5 separate regions of the Mus musculus genome follow, and regions 1, 3, 4 and 5 are each linked to region 2. Evidence: chromatin contacts called from public promoter capture Hi-C data. All regions are on one chromosome and are shown on one strand. The core of a region is the stretch at or near the end of the contact, and the rest is flanking DNA. Distances in the headings are between cores, read along the strand shown.

Region 1 (2,700 bases), core at 61-2,560, 740 kb after region 2:
GCCCACAGCAGAGTTGAAAGTCAGGAAAGGTTGTCTGAGTCTATATCACTTCTGTACCCCTTGGCCCAGAGGCTACTGTTCTCTCCTCTCTCTGGAAAGTCGGTTGTGAGTAGATGTTGGGTGACCTACCCAGGCATGGGATGAGAGTCCTTGGACATCTCTGAACTGAGCCACCAACCAGTTAATAAGCCCTTAGTGTCTTGTTTGGCAGAGTCTGTGGGCAGCCAAAGGGGGTCCTGTGGCAGGGTGGCAGGGAGCATTCTCACCACTGTGGGTCAGCGTTGGGGGCTGGCAAAGTGGGGCTCAAGGGCCAACCTGAGCAGGTCCTTGGAATGCTCTTCGAAACTGTGAGTGCTTCTGCTACCAGACATTCAACCCCTTTCTCACTGCATCCTGGAAATGGCACTGCAGCCTTACAGGGGTATTCCTATGAAAAGGGAAGGCTCTGAGAAGGTGGCCCACACGCTGAATGTTACACACAGCTCATTGTTGTAACTACAGCAGGAAGATGCCAGGTCCCACCAGGACAAAAGTGAGTGGTTTATGCTAGACTGAGCTTCCTGCCTCTAGACGAGTCTGACCCGAAGCTGTGCAAGTCCAGGGAGCGGAGGCTTGGGCTCCGTGGCCCGTGTTGTCTGGACAGTAAAGTGGAGCAAAGCAAGAGCTGAGGTATCCCGCTTCCTTCAGTCCCCACATCTGTGCCGCTGGACTCTCTTCCAAGGAACTAGGAGAACCAAGATCCGTTTTTCTGCCAAGGGCTGCCCCCCCCACGCCCCCAACCCCCTCACCCCGATCCCCACAGAAAGAAATCTTGAGGTAGCTGGAGCTTCTTCTGTGGGTGTGACAGGACTGCCATTCTCCTCTGTAGTCTGCAGAAGCCTGCCATTCCACCATTTAAACCTGTGACTCCAGGCCTTAAGCCTGTTGAAGGTCGAGTCCCAGAAGGGTCATATGTGCAACTGCCTAGGGAGAGTTCCCACTCGCAGGGCCAAGAGGAGTCCCCCGGTCTGAGGTGTGGGGGCGGGGACGTGCACTGGGCGCTGGGACCACGGCTGGGGCTCAGGACTCGCGAGCTTGGATTCGGATCGGTTTGCGCGAGCCAGTAGGGCAGGCTCCGGGGTGAACGGGGACGAGGGGCGCGCGGGCACAGGCGGGCGCGTGACCGCGGCGGGGGCGCGCGGAGGCGGGCCGGCCAAGGAGAGGGAGGGAGGGAATGAGGGAGGGAGCGACAGGGGAGGGCGGCGCCGGCAGGTTGGCGGCGGCCGCTATTTGAGCGCAGGTCCCGGGCCAGGCGCTCAAAGCGCTTGGAGCCAGCGCGGCGGGGAGATCGCTGCGCGCAGCCCGCAGAGGCGCTGCGGCCAGTGCAGCCCCGGAGGCCCCGCGCGGAGAAGGAGGTGGAGAAGAGGCCGGCTTTCCGCCCGCCGCCCGCGCCCCCCCACCTCCATCCCGCCGCCGCCGTCCCCCCTCCCTCCCCGCGGCGCCGCATCTTGAATGGAAACATGGCGGTGCCGGCTCGGACCTGCGGCGCTTCTTGGCCCGGCCCGGTGCGGACCGCTCGCCCCTGGCCCGGTCGCGGCCCCCGGCCCTGCCCTGACCCCCGGGGCCCAGCGTCCGGGCCCGCACGCCCGCTCTTGCTCTTGCTGCCGCCTCTGTTGCTTTTACCGCTGCTCACCGCCCCCGGCGCCTCTGCCTACAGCTTCCCCCAGCAGCACACGTAAGTGGCCTCAGCCGGCCGCGGGACCCCGCAGAGCCCCGCGCTCCCTTGCGCCCCTCAGCCCGCGTCTGCCCCTCCACTCTCCACTCCGGGTGTCGGGGCGGGGGCTCTGGTTCCCATGGCATGCTGCAAGTGAGGGTGTCGGCTACAAACCCCCGTGGGCTGGCAGCCAGGGTCCCGGAGCTTCTGGCTGCGTCGCGAAACTTCCTTGCGGTGCCCTGCTTCCCATAGACCGCCCCCACCCCACCCCCTGCAACGGGACAGAGCAAAACATCTTCAAGCTTAGGGATGGGGTGGGGGTCGAGTCTGCCAGTTTATACTCCTGCCACTGTCCGGTGATAGAGGAGCCTGAGGTTGGTCGAGAGAATGGCCAACGACCCCTGCCCGGTAGACTTGGAGCCAGGCATCTGCCCAGTGTTTTATCCCTGGTGGGAACCTGGCGCTTTAGAGTCAGACGTGGGGTTACATCCACACCTGTCTTCTTGGGCCTTTTCCTTGGGGGGGGGGAGCGATACTGGATGCAGAGGGTGCCAGCGCCTTCTTGCTTCGGTCAATGTCACCTGTTCTTGATCGCCCACCTGAGGGGACGTCCCTGGATAGCTCAATAAGGAGGTAAAGGTGCTGGGGTTGGGTCAGAAGGTGAATGACAGGGAGGACCCCTGCCTGCTCCTGATGCTGACACTGTCGCTCCTGCTACCAACTGGGTAATAGCATTTCCAGGTTCTGCCAGCTCTTGCTAGTGGTTATTATGGTCAGTCTGAGCCTCTTCACCTTCCCCAAGATCTGGTAGAGTCGGGCAGATGTGTCTGGATAAGGAGTGGGTATTCTGCATGTGGCCTTTAGGACAACATCTGTTTCTTGACACCGTGCCTTAGCCATATGTCAGTGTCCAGACACCCTTTGGGGCATGGCAACCACCGTGCTTCTGTTTCCTGTCCTCAGCTTTAAGGAGCCACCTGTCCCCAGACTCCTTCACGAATGTCCTG
Region 2 (2,700 bases), core at 10-2,509:
GGATTCCCAGAGTAGGGACATTGAAAGACCCACCACAGAGAGGGGGGAGTCTCTATGGGATAGTTTCTAGCCCAAGAGAAACTAGAGCCCAGGTGGACACCCAGGGTCCTAGACTATGGTTCTTAAAGGGCCAGCCCTCAAAGTCTCCTGATTGAGAACGGAAAGGAGATCCTCACTCATCCCAGTGAGACAGCAAGGTGGAGGGGCTGGCCTCAGAGAAGGTGCCATGTAGTTAAAGGTCTTATGTCAGCAGAGTAAATAGATATGGATGGATATATATGCATGCCATAGATGGGGGTCAGTTAACCCGGTGAGACCTCTGAACAGTACTGGAGCTGAGTTGTGGGTGCCCTAGCTTTTCATAGGAGGCTGCTGGAGACTTAGCGTCTGTCTCTCTTCACTCACTCCAAACCCAGCAGACAATCACTTCCAGCCTTCCCTTTCTCAGCCTTTGACTGACCTTAGAGTTCTGCTCCCATCTTCTTTACCCTGCATCTGATCTAATCTGTACCTAACGATCCACCTTACATTAACCCTACACAGACAGGCTCTTGAAATCATGCAGACTGGGAGAGGGGCATATCGTTCCTTGGGATTGGTAAGGAACTACAGCTGAAGAGAACAGCAACTACTTCAAGGACCCCCGTCCTGGCCACAGCGACTACAGCTTCTCACTGGACTAGTCTGCTGGTGTCAGGGCAGAGGCTGGGAAGCCTGAGAGGACCCCAAAGAAGCAGCTCAGCCAGGCAAACAGGAGAGAGGATCAGGGTTGAAGACTAACACAGATGGGGCAGCCAGGGGAGGCTCTGATGGACTCTGAGGCAGGGAAGGAGGCAGAACCTGGGAGTCCAGCAGCCGAGGGGCAGGACCACAAATATCTGATGAGAGGACAAGCAAGCCTGAGAGGCTGAGACAAAGACAGAGACACAGACAGAAAGAAGGACCAGAGGACGCTGGAGCAGGAGGAACTGGAAAGCGCGATGCAGGGCGTGCGTTCTCTTGGGAAGAAAGGCGGGGTGCCCGGGACGGTCTTCCCGCTTCCCGGAGCTCCCAGAAAGCGCTGTCTGGACGTCTCGGCCCGGGTGCTCCAGAACTCTAGGACCCGCGGGGCCCCGGGATGTGGGGTCAGGGCTAAAAAAGGTTGGCAGTGACGGCGGCACCAAGGGCTAACCCTACCTGGCGCTCCCAGCTCTGGCGCGGGGCTCCGGTTCCCGCTTGCTGGCTCTCTCGCTGGCTCTGCGCTCTCCGCCGGCCCGCCCTGCCGCTTTCAATCGCAGCCTGCCCCGCCCCCGGCCCCGACCCGCCCCCAGCCCCTCCTCCGTTCCTCCGGACTCCGGGTCCTCTTCCCCACCACCCCCTGCCACCCCGCCCCAATTTGGCCTGCACCTCCGGCTTTGCCGGACCTCCCCAGGGTTCCCAGCCCAGCGCCTCCAGCAGCTTCCAGCAGATCCCGCTCTTGACAGGTCCGCAGGGCCTGGAGCTGTCCACAGTGTGGTGCTGAATCCCCGGGCGCTCCCACTGTGCGCTGGAGCAGGTGCCTCTCAGCCCCCTCTGCCCCTCAGTCAGACTGCGACCAGGCAGGAACAGATGAGACAGTGGCCTGGAAAGGTCACTGAGCTAGCAGAGTGAGCACGGTGCTTTAGGCTCCTATATGCCACGGAGTAAGAGGTGGGCCTTGGGGATGAGAGCTAACACTGGGGCATAGGTAAAAGGGTACACAGGAGGCAGGTGGTGGAGTGCTTGGCTTGTTGCTGCAAGTCTGCCCCTGTTTTTCCATCCATTCTCTCCACGCAGTGACTGCAGCTACATAGTAGACAGGCCCCGTGTTAGAGCTAGGGCCTGAGTCACTAGGAAAGAAAAGATTAGGAGGGGGAGGTCAGAGGATGGGCCTCCCCTTCCTTCCCGAAGATGACCTTTAAAGCTGCTGCCCCTCCCCCATGAAATCTCTGCTCCTATGAGCAAAGGGCATTTACGGTAGAGATATCAGGCCACGGGGGTAGAGGGGCTTCTGGGCAAAGGACTGGGATCAACCCCGAGGGACCCAGTGAGCCAGGGTTAGGGGTTAGAAGGGCAGGGAGTGGGGGTTAGAAGGGGAGGTGGCTGAGGAAAGGCTCCAGGAACTGGCTGCTGCGTAGGAGGGATCGGGAGCTAGAGCCTGAGCAGGAGCCTGAGCAGAGGGAGGACAGCTCTGAGAAGCTGCTTGACTCCTTCCTCCCACAGCAGGATGGGGAAGGACACCCCTGGGTAGGGGGTGGTGGATAAGCTTTGTAGTGTCAGGCTGTGCTGAAGGATCTGGGGGGAAGGTCTGTGCTGAGACTGGGCCTCAGAGCTTGTCCTATGCCTGCAGCATGTACACACCCCAACAAGCACTACCCTGCACTAGGGCACAGCATCCCCACCCAAGCCTCCAGCACAGACCTGTCTTCCACAGGTGTCAGTGGAAGCAAGGTCAGCTCAGATATGTGCATGCTGTGCCATGCAGAGACCCCCCCCTCAGGCACCTCCCGCACGGGCATGTGGCATTTGGGGGAGGGGATGACAAAGATAGGCCTTTTCCCTGGACACAGAAACTGGATGCCCCGTTGATCAGTAAAGACCACAGCTTTTAAACAAAACAGACATATCAAAACCCAAACAAACAAGCCCGACTGCTAACGGGAGACGTGGTAGCAGCAGGATGAGGGTTCAGAGCTGTCAGAC
Region 3 (2,720 bases), core at 115-2,614, 880 kb after region 2:
ATCACATTTAAAAATATGCATATATATGTGTGTATATATATATGTGTGTGTATATATATATATATATATATATAACAAAAATCTCAGGGTTGGGGAGATGACTCCATAGTTAATAATGCCTGATGCTCTTACAGAGAACCTGTACCCCAGCACCCACATCTGGTGGCTCAGAAATCCAGCTTCCGACATGCTGTGGCCTCTGTGGTGGCTTGCACACTTAACGGCATATACACACAAAGACACACATACATGTAAATAAAATAACTTTTTTGGGGGTGGGGGAGGGTCGAGACAGGGTTTCTCTGTATAGCCCTGGCTGTCCTAAAACTCACTTTGTAGACCAGGCTGGCCTCGAACTCAGAAATCCACCTGCCTCTTCCTCCCGAGTGCTGGGATTAAAGGTGTGTGCCACCACGCCCGGCTATAAAATAACTTTTAAATACATCTCAAACACCCTGTTGACAGCCACTATAGCATAAAGTTGAGCCTAGACCAACTTGGCACTTATAGAGAGACTTAAATATATTTTTTCTTTAATGTTCATTGGTGTTTTGCCTGCATGTGTGTCTGTGTAAGGGTGTCAGAAACCCTGGAACTGGAGTTACAGTTATGAGCTGCCATGTGGTTGCTGGGAATTGAACCCAGGTCCTCTAGAAGAGCAGTCAGTGCTCTTAACCGCTAATCCATCGCTCCAGCTCAAGGGAGATTTCTCTGTCCAGTGGAATCAAGTGGGAAAAGAGTCGCTGAAGTAGCACAGCCTTGACCCTTATTCCCCCTTAGGTGGAAAGTTCATGTACAATTACAAGTACAATTCGCTGGAACAAGGACAATGTGAACGAACACCCAATACAACAATGGCAAGTCGTTTACACAGTTGCCTTCTTTGATCGTTAAGATAGGAAGAGCCTGCCATCATCATCATTTTTAAGGCTCCTGAAATTGCAGCGGGGAACTTGGTCAATAACACAGTGACTACAAATGACTGAACAAGCCCATCTTAGGCTTCACTTGCCAGACGACAGTTTCTGGTTAGTTCACACACGTTGGTACAACTCATCAGAACCGTTCACATTCTTATGTACCTGCTTACAAAGACACTGCTGTACCTGTACAAATCCTAAATAGAGCCAATCTCCTCCAAAGAATTGAGCAAGTGTGTGTGGCCCAAGGCGGTGCTACCTCTTGAACCCGCCCACTTAACACCTCCCTTTACTGCATCAGGAATACTGATCTCAACTTCCATAACTCCTAAGAACTGGAGGAGTAAGCACTGAAAACTACAACTCCCAAGCTCCCTAGCCCGTACACTCTACGGGACCGGTCGGCGCACAGCTTCTGGGACTTGTGGTTCTATGAAGAAACCGGTCGGCTAGGTCCCAAGGACTCCGTATCCCAGCATGCCGAGAAGCCGGAAGGCAAGCGCTCAGAGGGCGTACTGCCGCGGCCGCCGGCGGGGGCGCGCAGGCGCGGCGCCCCTGTTTGTCGGCCCCGGAGAGGGGAGGAGGTACCGTCAAGCCAAAACCCTAGCCCAGCCGGAGCTAAACGGGCTTGACTTGGGCCGGAACGAGGCACCAGTTCCCCGCAGATCGCAGAGTCTCAGAGTGGATGGAGGAAGCCTAGCCTTGAGATTAACGCTAGCCTGGCCGCTGGGCCGACGGAACCCGCAGGCAGGCGAGCCCAAGCTACCCAGGGCCTAACGACAGGTCCCCGGCAAGAAGACTTTCTCCTCGCTTTGGAACTACAACCGGATCAAACCGGAACCAGAGCCTTCCCACGGAACAGAAGCCAGTGAAGTAGCCGGGCCCGGGCCTCCCGTCGGGGCCGAACTGGGACGAGGCCCCGGGGAGGCCCCTAGGCCACCTTCCACACATTCCCTTAAGCCAACGTCCGCCAGGAAGATGCAACGCGCCCTACCTGGTGCCCGCCAACATCTGGGGGCCATCCTGGCCAGCGCCAGCGTGGTGGTGAAGGCACTGTGCGCCGTGGTACTGTTTCTCTACCTGCTTTCCTTCGCTGTGGACACGGGCTGCCTGGCCGTCACCCCAGGCTACCTTTTCCCACCCAACTTCTGGATCTGGACCCTGGCCACCCACGGGCTCATGGAACAGCACGTGTGGGACGTGGCCATTAGCCTGGCCACAGTGGTTGTGGCCGGGCGATTACTGGAGCCCCTCTGGGGAGCCTTGGAGCTGCTCATCTTCTTCTCGGTGGTGAATGTGTCAGTGGGGCTTCTGGGGGCCCTCGCCTACCTCCTCACCTACATGGCTTCCTTCAACTTGGTTTACCTGTTCACTATTCGTATCCACGGCGCCCTGGGTTTCCTAGGTGGTGTTCTGGTAGCCCTCAAGCAAACTATGGGAGACTGTGTGGTTCTGCGAGTGCCCCAGGTCCGCGTCAGCGTCGTTCCCATGCTGTTGCTGGCGTTGCTGCTACTCCTCCGGTTGGCCACGCTGCTCCAGAGCCCAGCCCTGGCTTCCTACGGCTTTGGGCTGCTATCCAGTTGGGTGTATCTTCGCTTCTATCAGCGCCATAGCCGGGGCCGAGGGGACATGGCTGACCATTTTGCTTTTGCCACCTTCTTCCCGGAGATCCTGCAACCGGTGGTGGGGCTGCTAGCGAACTTGGTGCACGGCCTCCTGGTGAAAGTAAAGATATGCCAGAAGACAGTGAAGCGCTACGATGTGGGAGCGCCGTCGTCCATCACTATCAGCCTCCCAGGC
Region 4 (2,700 bases), core at 31-2,530, 680 kb after region 2:
AATGGGGTTTGGTAATACTTATAAATCCTAGTTTTCAGCAGGTGGAGGCAGGGAAACCAGAAACTCATCTTTTAAGGCCAGACTGGGCTACATGAAATCCTGCTTCAAAAAAGTAAAAAATAAAATACTTGAGTAAAAAGGGAGAGGGGCTGGGAGTTGGGTGTACTGGTGCACACCTATAAGTCCCAGTACAAGGGGGTCTGGAGAAATGCCTCAGTGGTTAAGAGCACTGGCTGCTTTTCCAAAGGACCCAGGTTCAATTTTGAGCACCTACAAGGAGGCTAACAGCAGTCTGTAACTCCAGTACCAGAGGATCCAATGCCCTCTTCTGGCTTCCTTGAACACCAGACACATATGTAGTGTACAGATACGTGTGCAGACAAAACATCCTCACACATGAAACTAATTAATTAAAAATTAAAACCCAAGCACCCAGGAGGTGGAGGATTGCCTTGGTTCAAGACTAACCTGGGCAACATAATAAGTATCGGGCCATCCTGGGTTACACACAGTCTGTTTAGGGGATGGGGTGAGGGTAGTTTTAAATGGTTGGGGATACAGCTCTTGGGTATAGGAAATCGGTACTTCTGTCCTGAGATGAATTTTGCTGTGGATGAAAACTATTATGAGAGGAATAGGTGGGCTATCACACAGATAATTCCATCTCAACATCTCTGGACTGAAGTCTCCAGGAGTCACTTACCAAAAACCGCCCTTGTTCCAAAACACCAGAGTTCCTATATAGGCAGGAAACTGAGACAAAAGAAGAGAAGCAGTTTGCTGTTCAAGGTCATAAATTCAATAGAAGATCAAACTGAATTCATTTTAGGTTTCAAATATTCCAGGTCTGGTGGTGCTCTCACCAAATCTCTGTACCTATGATTTTTGCGGCTTACAAGTCTGCCCCAGTGCGGGTGGAGGTGTCCAGGAGTCAGAATTCTGACCCAGAAAGGACCTGGCTACCTACGGTCCTCTGCCTAACTTCCGGCAGGCCATCAGGGTCAGAGGTATTCTCAGAGAGAATCTCTTTTAGCTGTCCGGTTTCAGGTCCAAGCTCCCGCTGGGAGCAGAGCTATATCTGAGCGACAGGCGAGTGAGCCAATGCTGATCGAGCTTTAGGCGAAGCAGCCAATCAGGGTCCGGAGGCGCTGGGGGGGGCAGGAGGCAAGGCACTCCGGCTCCTGGGGATCCCCCGAGGCTGCTCATCCCAGCCCCACCCCCTCCGTGGTCCGGACCCAGCCCACCCCAGCTCAGGTTGTCAGCCAGCGCAGGCTAATACTAGCTGATCCTGCGCGCACGCAAGGCGGACCTTGAGTCGGGACCTGTCGCCCCCAACGCCCGGGCCTGGGTGTTCCCCCGCCCACGCCTCCTGCGGGTCACTACCAACCTTAGCTTCTCAGACTGAGCTCGGCGCACCGGAGAGGATTAAGTAAGTGCTGAGATCGGCTGCTTCTGAGCAAGAATGGAGAAACCACAGGGTCGTGGAGGCGGGCGTGGGGATTGAGATAGGGAGGACTAAGAGACTCGATAGCTTCTTGGAGGTCGCGGTGCACACCACTTTTACCCCGGTGTTCTTCCCTTCCCCTTTGGACCCCCGAGACAAGCCAATAAAATACTCGGCAGGGTGGCTTCTCTCCTTTTTTTGCCAGTAATAAACAGACTCAGAGCAAGTTAAGGGTCTGGTCCAAGGTCATGGCTGGGATCAGTGACAGAGCCCAGAAGAGAACCTGAGACTTCTTGCTGAGCCAAGCTGGAGAGGACAGAAAGGAATGCGTCTACTCCATGCATGACCCTCTGCCAGCTTTGCTCCTTCCTAAGGGACCATGAACGATATGTGCACACCGCTCATACGTATGTGCACACCTGCAAGAGGAGGCATCCCATGTACACCTATGAGACGCACAGAGAAACATATATGTAGCCATAGGCTAGAAATTCTTTCTCTTTCTAGGTCTGCCCCTCTGCAGCACTGCTAGGACTCATTCCCACTCTGCTTTACCCAAGACCCACAGAGGCTGGGTGATCTTCCATCCTCCGGAGGGAAATAGGTGTTTCAAAGTGAGTATTTCATCAGTGCCTCTGAAGATGTAACTCCGTGCCTTACATCTACGAGTAAAGGAGGTAGCCCAAGGATCACCCCTGCCAACTTCCTTGCCAGAAGATCTAGCTCGGTCTACCCTTCCTGCCTCTTGGTGTCTCTACACCAGCCCCATCCTAGTCCCAACCATAGCATGGGTCTCACAGCTGACTAGGACCAGGGACTGCTGTGTCTAACTCCTCCTGGGTTGTTGGTGGTAGTGATGGGGATTTGGAACATTTATTGGATGCCTTCTGTGCTCATCTAAGTTCTTCCCTCCACACCCCACTGGGGACTGGTTCATTCTGATATACCATTAACCCTACAACACCATGGGGTTGTTCGTAATATTTCCCACTTTGAGAAAAACTAGACACAGAGAAGAGGGGTGACTTGCCTGAGGTTATATCAGGTGTGTCTGAGTCTTGGGCAAGTGTTTCCCAAGCAGAAGGAGGGATGTGGGGTGCAGAGAGTGAGGAGGTAGGAGTAGGAGAAGTAGCAATTACAGAGATAATTGGTGGACTTTTTCCAGGCCTCCTGCATCTTCTCCCATCTTCCAATTATAATCACTATAGTCATCGTACAGGGGTGACAGGGCTTTGCTTTCCTGTCCCTATGTCCCT
Region 5 (2,700 bases), core at 184-2,683, 580 kb after region 2:
TTGCCTGATGGTATTACAAAACGATTGCACTTTACAAAACCACTGCGGTTTACAAAGTTTCTTTATAATGAATTATTAAGGAAATGCTGTTAGAACTGTTGCATTGATTGAAATAATAATTTGCCTTTAAGCAATATACTTCCTATACATTTTCTAAAATTTTCCATTACAAGCTAAGAACAAAAAACCCTGCACACTCCACATTTTAAATATTTGTAACCAAATCCAATAGGTTATTTACAATGATGTAAAGTGGCTGGCCACGAAATACTAACATTGTAAAGATAAAACACTCAGTCCCTTAAAAACTGAATTTTTTTTTAAAGAAATGGAATATTAAAAGAAATCGTTAACCTTCGGGAGTTTCACCTAACAGTTTAAGAAGAAACTAAGGAGTATCGTTCTCATTTGAAAACAGATTTGTTTTTTTAAAAAATGTCAGCAAAATGCACTAAACTTTAACAATGATGTATGTCCAAAACAATTCCCACAGTAGTAGAGGAACTATTTCTAACCCTTAAAGCAAAATAAAGATCTGCATCATTTTAGACTGAGCGAATGAGGTCAACGTTTTGCATCCTTTTTTGTAAGCTTCCAATCGGAAAATAAACAACCATCGGGCTCATCAACCTTGGTGCAGAAATTCACTAAAATCAAGGTTTTGACTGCTGAAGATGCATCTTCCTGGGTAAACTGTCCAGCGCCTCACATCACAAACCTCCCGCAACTGCCCCGGCCTTGCGGCCCCTCCCGCTCGCCCGCCCGCCCGCCCGCCCGCCGCACCTGCTGAGGCCGCACCGCCAGCGCCCCCTGCCGCCCTCCCGCACCCAGAGCCCCGGGCCCATCCCCGCGCTGGTACCGCACCCGCCCCGCGCCGAGGCCGCACAGTGTGCGGGCAGGGGCGGAGGAGCCGGGGCAGCAGCAATCGAGGCGGGGCCCGGGACTTGGGCACGTGCCCCCGAGCCCCCGCCGCTGCCAGGCCCCAGCCTCACCTACCTACGCCGTATTTCTCCTCCTCCGTGGGGGTCCACATGGCCGGGCCGGGCGCAGCCCCGCGGGCGCGGCGGCTGGGTGACAGCTCGCAGGGGACGGCCGCAGGGGCGGCCGCGGGCCCGGCTGTGGCGCACCGCGAGGCAAGGCGGGGGCGGTCAGGCGGCGCGGGGCAGTAGGCGGCGCATCCCTCACAGGCCGTCCGGGATGCCACCGCCACCGCCGGATGCCACGTCCTGACCGACCGCGAGACTCCACGGGCGGCCGAGGAGCCCCTGGCGACGCGGGCGAGGGCTCACCACCTGTCCGTCTCCACCGTCCCCGCGCCGCCGTTCGGTCCCTCACAGCTCCGTCGCTGGCTTCCCGGCGCCGCCGCGGCTCGGATCGCCTCAGCGGGCTCGCGGGACGCCCGCGCATGCGCCGCTCCCTGGCGCGCGGGGGCTCGCAATACCCGGGCTCGCGCCGCCCGCCCGAGCCCGCGCGCGAATCCACGAGACGCCGCTGCGGGCCAGCGGAGGGAAATCTGCGAGAAGGGATTGGATAGCCCGGCCCGGGAGGCCAACTCCCTCCGCCCCCCCCCCAACAGAGCCTTTGGCTGCAGCTACCGCAGAACGGGGTCGTGGTCCTGCGTGAGGAAGGCCACGGTGTCTCATGCCAGGCGTACTGAGATGGCCGCTCCACCTCTTGTCAGAGAGAGGAGAACCAGTAAAAATGGGGACATCGTTATTAAACTCATGTCGTTGTCACATTGCTATCACAGCCACATCCTCTGAAAGGTCCTCTTCTGCCATCCCGGGGCTCAGGGAGTAACGGGAGGGAGAAGCTGGCAGAATGGGATCATCGCTTCAAAGGAACTGAGTGATGTGCAGGGGGTTCTTGGGCTCCTAGGATGCCGCATATAGGCCAAGGCTTCTAACACCTCCTGAGTTCTTTTGTTGACTTGGCTGCTGTGGTGTGTGTGTGTGGCCTGAACAAGCTTAGCGGCCTTCATGTTCAAGAAGTCTTTCCTTTCCCAATTATATCTAGTTGTGTACCCCAGACCTATGCCACCGCCTCTGCGGGACATAGGTCTTCACCTCCAGCCATCCTGAGGTCTGACTCCCTCCTAGAACTTTATTCCTCCATCTCCTAAGAATTCATTCGCTCTGATAGCTACCAACATTACCTTATGACCCGCTACTGTCAACTACTGAGCAAAGACTGGGAACTTCTGGACTCTATATTTAGACCCAGCATATATCCAAACATCTCTTGTCACCAGCACTGTATACCTCGCTATCGCTCTTGGATGTCTTATTCTTCAAAGCCCATCTCAGCATCTCTAGTCCAGGATCCAGGAAGCCTAAACTAGTACAGCAGTCAACATGGTGACATTTTTATTGTGCTTTATTCTAAAGTGTGTGTGTGTGTGTGGAGAGAGAGAGAGAGAGAGAGAGAGAGAGAGAGAGAGAGAGAGAGGTCTCCTGGGAGAGCAGTAGCCAACACCATTTTCTCCAGCCTCTTCTTTTGGCTGAGATTTCAGGTATCCATTTGTATCCAAGAACTCTAATCTTTCTCCCATAGGACTGTCAGCGTATAGACCCACACAGTCAAGCTTTAGGCTAAAGTCATCCTTCTGGCCTCTCAGACTCCACCCAACTCAACAGTGAGTTCATGGCCATTAATTGAAAAGCAGGGCTAAAATAAGACTATTCTGATGCAAGTGACACT

The links. Promoter capture Hi-C pulls out the DNA fragments that hold promoters and counts their contacts.
Region 1: a promoter capture Hi-C map of liver shows a contact between it and region 2, with 6 times the contacts expected there. The contact joins the promoter of Cacna2d2 here to the promoter of Grm2 in region 2. A contact is called at or near these places in 4 of 39 promoter capture datasets (frontonasal cranial neural crest, liver and pre-B cells), 1 of 484 Hi-C or Micro-C datasets (embryonic stem cells) and 1 of 115 datasets of contacts at active chromatin or transcription factors (embryonic stem cells).
Region 3: a promoter capture Hi-C map of hippocampal neurons shows a contact between it and region 2, with 4 times the contacts expected there. The contact joins the promoter of Tmem115 here to the promoter of Grm2 in region 2. A contact is called at or near these places in 5 of 39 promoter capture datasets (the C10 cell line, embryonic stem cells, hippocampal neurons and 1 more) and 2 of 115 datasets of contacts at active chromatin or transcription factors (bone marrow-derived macrophages and stem cell-derived neural progenitor cells).
Region 4: a contact with region 2 is called in a promoter capture Hi-C map of liver, with 4 times the contacts expected there. The contact joins the promoter of 6430571L13Rik here to the promoter of Grm2 in region 2. A contact is called at or near these places in 2 of 39 promoter capture datasets (embryonic stem cells and liver), 4 of 115 datasets of contacts at active chromatin or transcription factors (astrocytes, bone marrow-derived macrophages, embryonic forebrain and 1 more) and 1 of 9 other capture datasets (liver).
Region 5: a contact with region 2 is called in a promoter capture Hi-C map of liver, with 4 times the contacts expected there. The contact joins the promoter of Dock3 here to the promoter of Grm2 in region 2. A contact is called at or near these places in 11 of 39 promoter capture datasets (the C10 cell line, HPC-7-derived erythroid cells, cranial neural crest and 7 more), 1 of 15 datasets of contacts at CTCF or cohesin (large pre-B cells) and 1 of 9 other capture datasets (embryonic stem cells).

Annotation. Positions count from the first base shown.
Region 1 is chr9:107,398,570-107,401,269 of GRCm38.p6, forward strand. Cacna2d2 (calcium channel, voltage-dependent, alpha 2/delta subunit 2) reads left to right here and starts at 1,311. Exons shown (of 38, transcript NM_001174049.1): 1 at 1,311-1,714. The coding sequence starts at 1,500.
Region 2 is chr9:106,654,850-106,657,549 of GRCm38.p6, forward strand. It overlaps Grm2 (glutamate receptor, metabotropic 2), which reads right to left and starts at 1,260. Exons shown (of 6, transcript NM_001160353.1): 1 at 1,177-1,260.
Region 3 is chr9:107,532,581-107,535,300 of GRCm38.p6, forward strand. Tmem115 (transmembrane protein 115) reads left to right here and starts at 1,365. Exons shown (of 2, transcript NM_019704.2): 1 at 1,365-2,720. The coding sequence starts at 1,899.
Region 4 is chr9:107,339,360-107,342,059 of GRCm38.p6, forward strand. 6430571L13Rik (RIKEN cDNA 6430571L13 gene) reads left to right here and starts at 1,281. Exons shown (of 6, transcript NM_175486.3): 1 at 1,281-1,429; 2 at 1,952-2,058. It also overlaps a transcript of Hemk1 not described here.
Region 5 is chr9:107,230,476-107,233,175 of GRCm38.p6, forward strand. It overlaps Dock3 (dedicator of cyto-kinesis 3), which reads right to left and starts at 1,434. Exons shown (of 53, transcript NM_153413.2): 1 at 997-1,434. The coding sequence starts at 1,033.